Regions from separate parts of the Rattus norvegicus genome. Here region 2 is linked to region 1. The links are chromatin contacts, called in public Hi-C maps. All regions are on one chromosome and are shown on one strand. Each heading gives the region's core, a stretch centred on a gene start, on an enhancer-like site or on the middle of the called end of the contact. The rest is flanking DNA. Distances are from core to core; before and after follow the strand shown.

Region 1 (4,451 bases), core at 1,399-3,898:
CACCATGTGTTCCTTCTACCAGGGAGTCTTCTGACTGGAAGTATGGGACAGCTGGTGAGGCCTCAAGAGCCCCAGAAAGCAATGTAAGCAGCTGCCTGGGTGAAGAGCCACCAAGAAGCCCTAACTGCTTTGCGGCTCTTTTCTTTGTGCCTGCATTTAAGGCAGCAAGCTATCCTGTAACTGACAGAAAAAAAGGGGCAAAAAGCTGGGTACACAGGGAACCATGAACATGTCGGATGCTTAACAGGGCTCTACTGAAGCCAGATGTGGTCACACAGAGGAAAAAGGAAGGAAGGGAGACAGAAGGAAGGAAATGTGGATACACTGTCACAAACATGGATACATTGTCACAAACAGTATGGGAGTATCAGGGTGGGGGGGGGGTGAGAATGGGAGGGAACTGAAGTATTTACCTATATTACCCAGATGGACTTCTCGTAGGATACCAAAACACTCCTCCAGGCTAGAAGGGCTGAAGCAGGGTAAGAGGACAAAGGGACCGTTTGTTATGAGTGCAGGATCCAGCCCCACCTGAACATACAGACACTAGTGAATGGAAGTGACCACTTCCTCCAGTAGACACAAGGCCACAGCTGCCTTAACAAAAGAAGCTAAGACTGATGGGAGAAAGGACACCCACCCTAGAGCCTGGTGCTAAGTGGGCTTTGGCTGCTCATTTGAGGTCATGAGAATGTTAGAACTGTTGCCTTCTGGGAAAAGAGCCTTCGAGATGCACAGAAGCTCAAGTAGCACATGAGTGGGTCTTTGGGACATAGCTCCAAGAAAATAGATCCAGTCCTGCCCCTATCCTAGCTTCCAGATGCACACAGACACAAGGTCTATCGAACAAAAGCCCCCTCTGTGGCCATGACTAAGCACTAGAAAATGACACTTGGGTTTTGTTTTGTTTTGTTTTGTTTTGTTTTGTTTTGTTGAGTCTTATTTTCCCTATCAGCAAAATGGGGCTCAAAGTTCCTGGCTGTCATGAGATGGACGGATGGTTGGCAAGGATCCTCAACTCAGCACTCTCCTGCAGCCACAGACATCTACATGCCCTGCAGGAGATGGCAAGGGGCCAGAAAGCACATTAATTACTAGGCCAGGTGCTGCCCTCAAACCACATGGAGTGCCCAGCAGACTTGTTCCAAACATGCACTCCACATGATTCCCTCAGTCTAAGGTATTCAGGAGAGACTTCAAAGTTCTTCCCATTAAACCCAGTCACAGGAAGGGATCAGAAACCCACACCAAGTTCACAGCAGGAAGGGTGACTATGCAACACCCCACAAATCCATGACAGACATAACATCAATAGAAGCTCACACGCGGCAACCTTGGTTCAGAAAATCCTTCTCTGAGCAACCGAAACACAAACCAGAGCTGCCACTGAGAGCAAACCACATGGCAAGCCTTGGTCTAAAGACAGCCCTCATTACTGTTGGAAAATTAGTTGCCTTCACAGCTAAATCAATTAGGTTCCTAAGAGACAATCGGTATAATATAGCGAGTAAATAGCCCTGAAGTCAAACAGACCCAGGGTCAAAGCTGACTAAATTTGAATGTGTTTGAGCAAGTGCTTACCATATGCCTTCCACATGCCCAACACAGTCGTACATGACCCACAAGGCACATACCGCCCTGAAAGACAGGACTTATTACCAACCTTTATCTACAGCTGAGAGCACTGAGGCACGGTATGCTTGCTCTAGCCATCCAAAGACATATGACGGAGAGTTGAGCCCAGCCTAGTCTCCTCTTGCTAACCTGAATCCCCGAGATCTAGATATCAGAGTCACCTAGGGCAGGGATGGAGCATTCACTAAAACAACCCAGAGTTGCATTCCTTTGACAAGTAGTGCCTGAAAACATGAATCGCTAACAAGTTCCCATCCAGATGATGACCACCCTGGAACCAGCTTTATGGAAAATTGCCATTCACAAGGACAAATGTATAGATGCTTGTAAAGAATCCCCAGGGAGAACGCATAAAAAGAATTTAACCCAGTTTCTGATAGGATCTAGGGGTCCCACAAGTATTATTTTAACTGATTCTGACTCAGGTGTTCTGGGGCCTTTCTGTAACTAACATTGTGTCACCTATCCGGGTCATCCCCTGCCACTACTGCATGGTCACATCCCCTCCCTCATTGCCCCAAGTCAGTCACTGTTGCCTCAGAGTCCCAGGACAGAAACTCCCATGTCCTAACACAGGCATTAACTATGTTCCCCATCCTGTTCTAAAACACCAGCACACAGCAAAACACAGGCCTTCCCACAAGCAAACATGACAGTAAAGGGGCCAGACACTGACAGGTACACATACTTGACTCTGCAATTCTAAATACGAACATCTAACTTGCATAAAATTATGCCTGCTGTCATTACGGGGCTGCTATTGAAGGGAGGTGGGAAGGAGAATACGGGTCTCAAGTGACGTTCGGCGCAACGTCTTCTCAGATGAGAAATTGTGTAAACCTGGAAGCTGCCTGTTTCTGGCCACAGCAAAGCTGCCCTGTAAGACCCCCGCCCAACCACGCAGGAGCAAACATCCCTGTTTCCAAAGGCCGAGAGGCTCCTCTGAACTCTAGTAACCTGGTTCTGCTGGCCCAGACCCAGGCAGACAGCTCATTCGGGTCACTGGGATTCACACTTCAAAAGCAGGAACAAGCTGACGAGATAAAAATAAAACTGCTGAGGCAGAGGAGGTGCTCCATTCCTGGAGGGCACCCGGCTGCAGCCTGCTGCTTTCTCTACTCCACCACGGGAGTGAGCCGAGACCAGAGCAGACAGGAGGCAAGAGCCCAGCTCCCTATCTCGGTTCTGAAAACTGTAGTGAGTGAGAGTCCAGAACAGAATTGAGCCCATTCATGTGGGTTTCAAAGCATCCCAAAAGACGGCAAGTCCTCATCCTCCCTGTGACTCCAGGGCAAGAATGAAAGGCAGTAACGTTTAACAGTGCACACATCTTCCCTGGATGTGTTTGGCGACTATGCAGAACCACAAGAACAATAACCTAATTTCAGACAGCAAACAAACACTTTGGGATCTACACGGAAAAAAGTGACCTTAGAATTAAGGCCATCCAATTAGCAGTTCCCAGCAGTGGATGCCTCATGCGCCTGCCCCTTGCTGAAGACCATCCCCTTTGCCTATGAAGAGCTGTGAGAGGCTGGCCAGCCTGGACTGCTGGGTCTTGCTTATGAACACCTAGTAGGGTTTCAAGCAGGGAGCCCCACCTGTCTAGGCTGTCAAGACAGGCTAAGCTGAGTTCTCACCGAATGGGCAGGGTTCAGGACTCACTACCCACCCCTTCCCAATTACTGCCTCAGACCTCCTAAGCCTTATATTCAAATCTCCTCAGGAGAGCCTCAGGTCCTGGGCAGACTAAGGCCCTTCCCTCCTGCTATCTATTCAGGTAAAATATACAAAAAAGGTTTCAAGGCGCATTACAAGAGAATAAAAAATGCTTCTGCAATAATTTTATATCATAGAATTTTATATATATATAAATAATTTTATATTGACTGTGTGCACAAATGTTAGTATTTTGGATACAGTGGAAAAATTAAAAGTTACTAACGTGAATGCTACCTGTTCCTCCTGAACCTTTAAAACTGTGCTTGCAGACTGGTTTAAACAGCATCCACCGCTCTTATTCTAAATGGCTAGCAGTGAGAATGGAGGCAGCCTGCCTAGCAGGACTCTTGGAGCAAAGAGGGTTCCGAGTTTCTTAGGTTCTTAGGGTCAGATGCTGTTTCTCTGCCAGTGTCTCTGGTCACTGTTCCCACTCAACCTTTGGAAAGCCGAGCTGGTATAGTCCAACTGGTGTGAGACAAGGCCCTCCATGTCACTCAGGACCTGACTATACACAGAGCCAGCACGTGAATGGAAGACAGAGCAGCCTCAATTCAGCTCCGACTCAGCCATGCTGGCAGCTGGAACCTGTTAAACTCAGCAGATTCCTGCCCTTATTTAGTCCCCTGGCCCCATTACTCCAGAGTCCAGGGGTGAATTTCTAAGGAGTTTCATCTGTGCTACTCTTGACTCCCTTTGCCTTTTGCAGGAAAAATCCCTTTGCTAGACCATTCGCCTGTAATGGGAAAGGCCCTAGGTTCATCTCCAGTAAAATACACACACATACAGGGGGGGGGGGGGGGGCAGAGAGACAGAGACAGAGAGACAGAGACAGAGAGACTGACAGACACAGAGACACAGAGACAGAGGAGACATACACACAGACACACAGAGACACCCAGGGAGACACATACAGAAAGAGAGACAAACAAACAGATACGCACATAACATCATGCCACTACATCTGAGCAAAGGAATCACTAGCCATGCTCACGACCTGCAATTGTTTCTTAGATCACACTTTACAGGACCCGGCTTTCACTCTTCCCAACGCAGTGCTAGGACTGCAACAGCAAGGAAAACAGATACCTCTGTTC
Region 2 (4,692 bases), core at 1,665-4,164, 54 kb before region 1:
AGGTGTGGCCCCAGGTCACCATCAGGACCAACAACTCTACAGATGCTGCTATCACATCCAGAGAAGCCACCTTGAGGCTTGTACTGGGACATGCTGCCTGTCAGGATAGGCTGTCTGTGTCCTAAAGCATTGGCCATCCCTTAAATGTGACTTGAAAAACAAGAAGTCAGTGGAAACCAGGAAAGGGAATAACATTTGAAATGTAAATAAGAAATACCCAATTTAATAAAGATGGGGGGGGAAAGTTAATGGCTGGGCTGGGTGATTGCTTCCAATGATTTGAAGCCACCACTCCCAATGCCACAGCTAGCATTTTCTTTATTAGCCTATTAAATATAGTTTGCTTTTTTTTTTTTATGTTAGCTAAAGACAGTGTTTTACAAGCTGTTTTTGTACGGTGGTAGGCATGGTAGCTATTCTGTAATGCCAGCTCTCAGGGAGCTGAGCGGGGCAGGACTGGAAAGGTTCATTATGTAGGCCACATAGCAAGACTGTTTCTCAAAAAATAATAAAGGCACTAGCAAAAATACCAGCCTGCTTTTTAGCTATATAAGCTGGTTGTGGCTGCCTGTTCCAGTTAGCCGGAGCCGGAACAAACCATTTAAAAGTTAAATGTATTGTTAGGTTTAAAGATAATCCTGGCCAACTCATGGATCAGAATCACAGGTGCCAGAAATACAGACAGAACCTCATCAATATGGCAAGAAAAGGGATTGAAGGAGCCACTTGATGCCACAGAAGACACATCGGTGTGAGCATACACCAATCCTATCGCCTTCACTACTACAAATTTGGGAGATGGGATACAGGCTTATATAACCCATGATAGAGACATGGCTGTCCCCAAGCCCCACTTCATGCTGGGCTTAAATGATGCTGGCCTTAGTGGGTAAGTTTAAAGCTCCAGAGTTACTGGGGAAGACACAGAAAGAAAAGATGTCAATAGAGACCAATAGAGAACAGCTTGCTGGACTCTTGAAGGGGTCAAGCTGCCTGACTTGGAATTCACAGTTAAGTTGTGATGAGGTTCATTGCCTCTGTGGTGACTTTCTGGTTTCCTCTTATGTCCATCATTAAAGCACTTTGGTATTCAGGAACAATGTCAAGAGGTATGCAAGACATAGCAGAGAGAGGACACTCAGATCCACACCACCCAGCGCCCCCCCCCCAAGCCTCTTCATGGACAAGGAGATATAAAGAGAAGCCAATGATGGGGTCCCTCAGTCCAGAGCTCCTTCTGGATCCCACCTCCAATCCAATAAGCCCTCAGTGGGTCCATTCTTCTTGACATCTAAACAATGAGGTCTGAGGGGCAGTTGAAGAGAGAGGCTCCTTAGAGCAGCTCTGCCAGAGGTGGCCATTTTGACCCCATTAGTCAGTACCAGACAGGTGGGACCCAGTAAACACACTTGAAAACAGCCTAGGCCCTATCACAGATGGCCGAGGCCTAGGCAATGCCTGATTTTAAGAAAGGTTATCCTTCTGTATAACATGCATGGAAACAGCTGTATGAATTAGTTTCCCACTTTCTTTCTTTCCTGTCTGTCTGTCATTTCATATATCTATCAACTAAATATCACCTATCAACTGTCTAGCTAACTAGCTACCTGTTTTTGAGAGGAGAGGTTTTACTAGGTTGCCTAGGGTAGTCTTGAACTCCTGGACACAAGCAATCCTTTTGCCACAGTCCCTGTTGCTGAGACAAGGGTGCCTCATTCCTCCCAGGTTACTGTCTTTCTTCTTGCCATGGGTTAGATTTTTCTGGGTCAAAGATGCCCTCAAAAATCCCTTCACTACTGCCCTGTAGAAGGTTACCTATTCCAGAATAGGTACTAACCTACACTAAGAGAATACTATCAAGTGAGAAAGATGTGACTTCTCTGGGTCAGTGTCACAAAGACTTCCCTTTTGGAAGGAACTGGATTTCTGAGGTGACAGGAAACAGGTACCTTGAACCTGGCGAGGAACGGGCTGGGACCCACAGTCTTCGCATGACCGTTGCTGGGTGAGCTCTCCTGCCCGGGGATGTCTCTCAGCTCCACATTGGCTGCTGTGTCCCACAGGAATCCAGAGTAGCAGGGGCCCTGCAGGGCAAATGGAAACAGGGTCTTGGTGCCAGGTTCCTAATTCCAAGAGGCACATAGCATAAGGAAAAGCAGAAGGACCAGACATGGAGCAGTGGGCTCTGCTTCAGGCCCTCACAGTCACTCACCATGGGATGCTTCTATAACGAAGAACATACCTCCAAGCCACAGTGTACCGATGCCCAGTGCAGAGTTTTCCTCATGGCCAAGGGTGCCTAGCTCTTCCCTTTATGGGAAAAGGTAGGAAAAGCACATACCAGGCCCAGAATCACTTTTGAGTGACCACATGACAGGAGACAACAGCTCCCATCTGCACATGACAGATGAGGCCACTGCTGTTCATAGAGACTGAGTAACTCCCCTAAACCCCGTAGCATAGGTGCCAATGTGAGTTCAAAGACTCTGAGGGCTGGTAGGCCTGTGGGTAAGTTACTGCTTGCACAAATGGTGCCTAAGCCCTTGTCAGCTCTCAGTCAGTATTTGCCCGACGAATGGACGTCAATGCTTAGGGGTTCCAGTGATTTGAAATGGGGTTCTCTACAGATGGGCAGGACTACACACAGAAGTCTGAAGCCTGGGCCAGAGGCCTTGATGGGGGGGTGCAGACAAACTTGGATTGTGCTGGGCAACAGTTCAAGGCCCGCGTCTGTCTCAAGGAATCAGAGAAGATGCTTCCTCTGTTTGCTTTGGCCACTGCCTCTGGGGCCTTATAGAGAGAGAAATGCATCAGTCTGCCTACTCCAGCTGAGCCACAGCTGGTCATCAGGGCATTCTTAAGGGTTTGACACCAGGGACAGATCAACAGGTCATCAAACAGGCCAGTGGCACTTGACCCTGCTCCTCTATGTTGCAATGGGAGAGGAAGTAACCTTTAACCTTAGCCACCACTGAGCAGACACTGTCACACACACAACTTCAGCTCACCACCCAGTCAGATACTTGACAGGCATACTCATTTAAACAGGTGTGTGTAGGAGGGACATAGTGGAGATATAAACATGAGTTTTATGTTGTCTAAGAATCTCCTTGCCCACCTTGAGGGCTCTTGGGGAAGAATAGGAGGAAGACTTGAGGGCCCGGGACGAGATAGGAACTCCACAGGAAGCCAAGAGAGTCAACTAACATGGACCGTTGGGGTTCTCAGAGACTAAACTGCCAACCAAAGAACGTACACAGGCTGCTGGACCTAGGCTTCCCTGTGCATATGAAGCAGATGTGTAGCTTGGTCTTCATGTGGGTCCCAAACAACTGGAGCTGGGGAGGAGGGTATCCCAAAAGCTGTTGCCTCTATATGGGACATGTTCTTCTAGCTGGGCTGCCTTGTCAGGCCTCAGTGGGAGAGGAAGCACCTAGCCTTGAAGAGACTAGATACTCAGTGGGGACCACACCCACTCAGAGGAATGGGGATGGAGGAAGGATTGTGGGAAGGGGTGACTGGGAAGGGTACAGTGAGAGGGACATAAATGCATAAGGAGAGAGGGAGAGAGAGAGGGAGAGAGAGAGAGAGACCAACAATCAAAGAGTCTCCTTGCCCACCACTAAAGATAGTGCTAGTTTAAGCATGGTCATACTTGGGTCTCAGCCAAGACAAGCCCTTCAGTGTATCTAAGACTCAGTTCCTCATGGAGACAGAGAACACAGTCACTATAGTAGGCTCGAGAGAAGGCCATTATTTTGTTTACTGTGGCCCAAGGAGTCACACACTGCCTCGAGCATCACTCACATCAGCTGCCAGAAAACCGCCCGGCTCCACAATCCTCCAGGACATGGGAGGAGGGGTGTCCTAAGAGGACTCGGTTCCAATGCTGCTCCCTGCCCCTGATCAAGGCCCCCAGCTTCTCTGAGCCTTTCTCATCCCTACACTTCTTCCTTCTCACTGCGGCTCTGACCCTCCCCAAGGGACCCTTCAAAACATGACTCAGTTAGGCAGAATGGTCACAGCATAGAAAAGCACTTATGCCAGAGATAGCTCACTGGGCATAGGCAGGCTGCCACTTCCAACGACAGGGGCTGCTTTGGGGAAAATCATTTCTTCCTACATTTTTATGTCTCTCTGTTTCTCTCTCTCTCTCTCTCTCTCTCTCTCTCTCTCTCTCTCTCTCTCTCTCTCTCTCTCTCTCTGACAGTGTTTCTCTTTGTGGCCCTGGTTTCCTGGAACTTGCTTTGTAGACCAGGCTGGCCTCAAACTCAGAGATCCACTGCCTCTGCCTCCTGAGTGCTGGAATCAAGGGCATGTGCCACCATCGCCTGGCTGCTGTTTTATTTCTGAATTGTTCCTCCATTTGATACCTGAACATGACTGCAGGGCTCAGGGACCCAACAGCTGTTCAGTATATGGACTGCAAGTTCACTACCATGGAGATATGATGCCTGACTCACATTATGCTTAAAAATGATTTTTGGATCTGTGCAGCATTAAAGTTTAAGAACTCTCACATGCCATTAATCTGTGTGACTGTGACCCACTGGGCCCATAATAACAGGAGGCGAGGCCTAGACATGGCTGCAGCCTGACAACTGGCAGGGATCCCAGTTCAAAGTCACCATCCCCTGAGCCACATCTCACCCAGCCCTGGTGGTGCTCTATTCCAGGAAGCACCCAACACTC

Evidence for each region. A called contact is a pair of places that touch in the nucleus more often than the background predicts.
Region 2: a contact with region 1 is called in a Hi-C map of liver, with 2.3 times the contacts expected there. The contact joins two enhancer-like sites. A contact is called at or near these places in 5 of 12 Hi-C or Micro-C datasets (the Rat2 cell line, frontal cortex, kidney and 1 more).

Annotation. Positions count from the first base shown.
Region 1 is chr8:32,272,413-32,276,863 of GRCr8, reverse strand. All of the region lies in intron 1 of Eepd1 (endonuclease/exonuclease/phosphatase family domain containing 1), which reads right to left. Among named protein-coding and RNA genes, the nearest start is that of Eepd1, 41 kb to the right of the region's middle. Within about 2 kb of position 2,648, at least 15 of the 93 cell types and tissues checked have an H3K27ac peak or open chromatin away from gene starts, as enhancers often do. A contact at or near this core is called in liver, where this site is marked.
Region 2 is chr8:32,326,478-32,331,169 of GRCr8, reverse strand. Eepd1 (endonuclease/exonuclease/phosphatase family domain containing 1) reads right to left here. Exons shown (of 7, transcript NM_001014088.3): 4 at 1,950-2,084. Among named protein-coding and RNA genes, the nearest start is that of Eepd1, 95 kb to the right of the region's middle. Within about 2 kb of position 2,914, at least 3 of the 93 cell types and tissues checked have an H3K27ac peak or open chromatin away from gene starts, as enhancers often do. A contact at or near this core is called in liver, where this site is marked.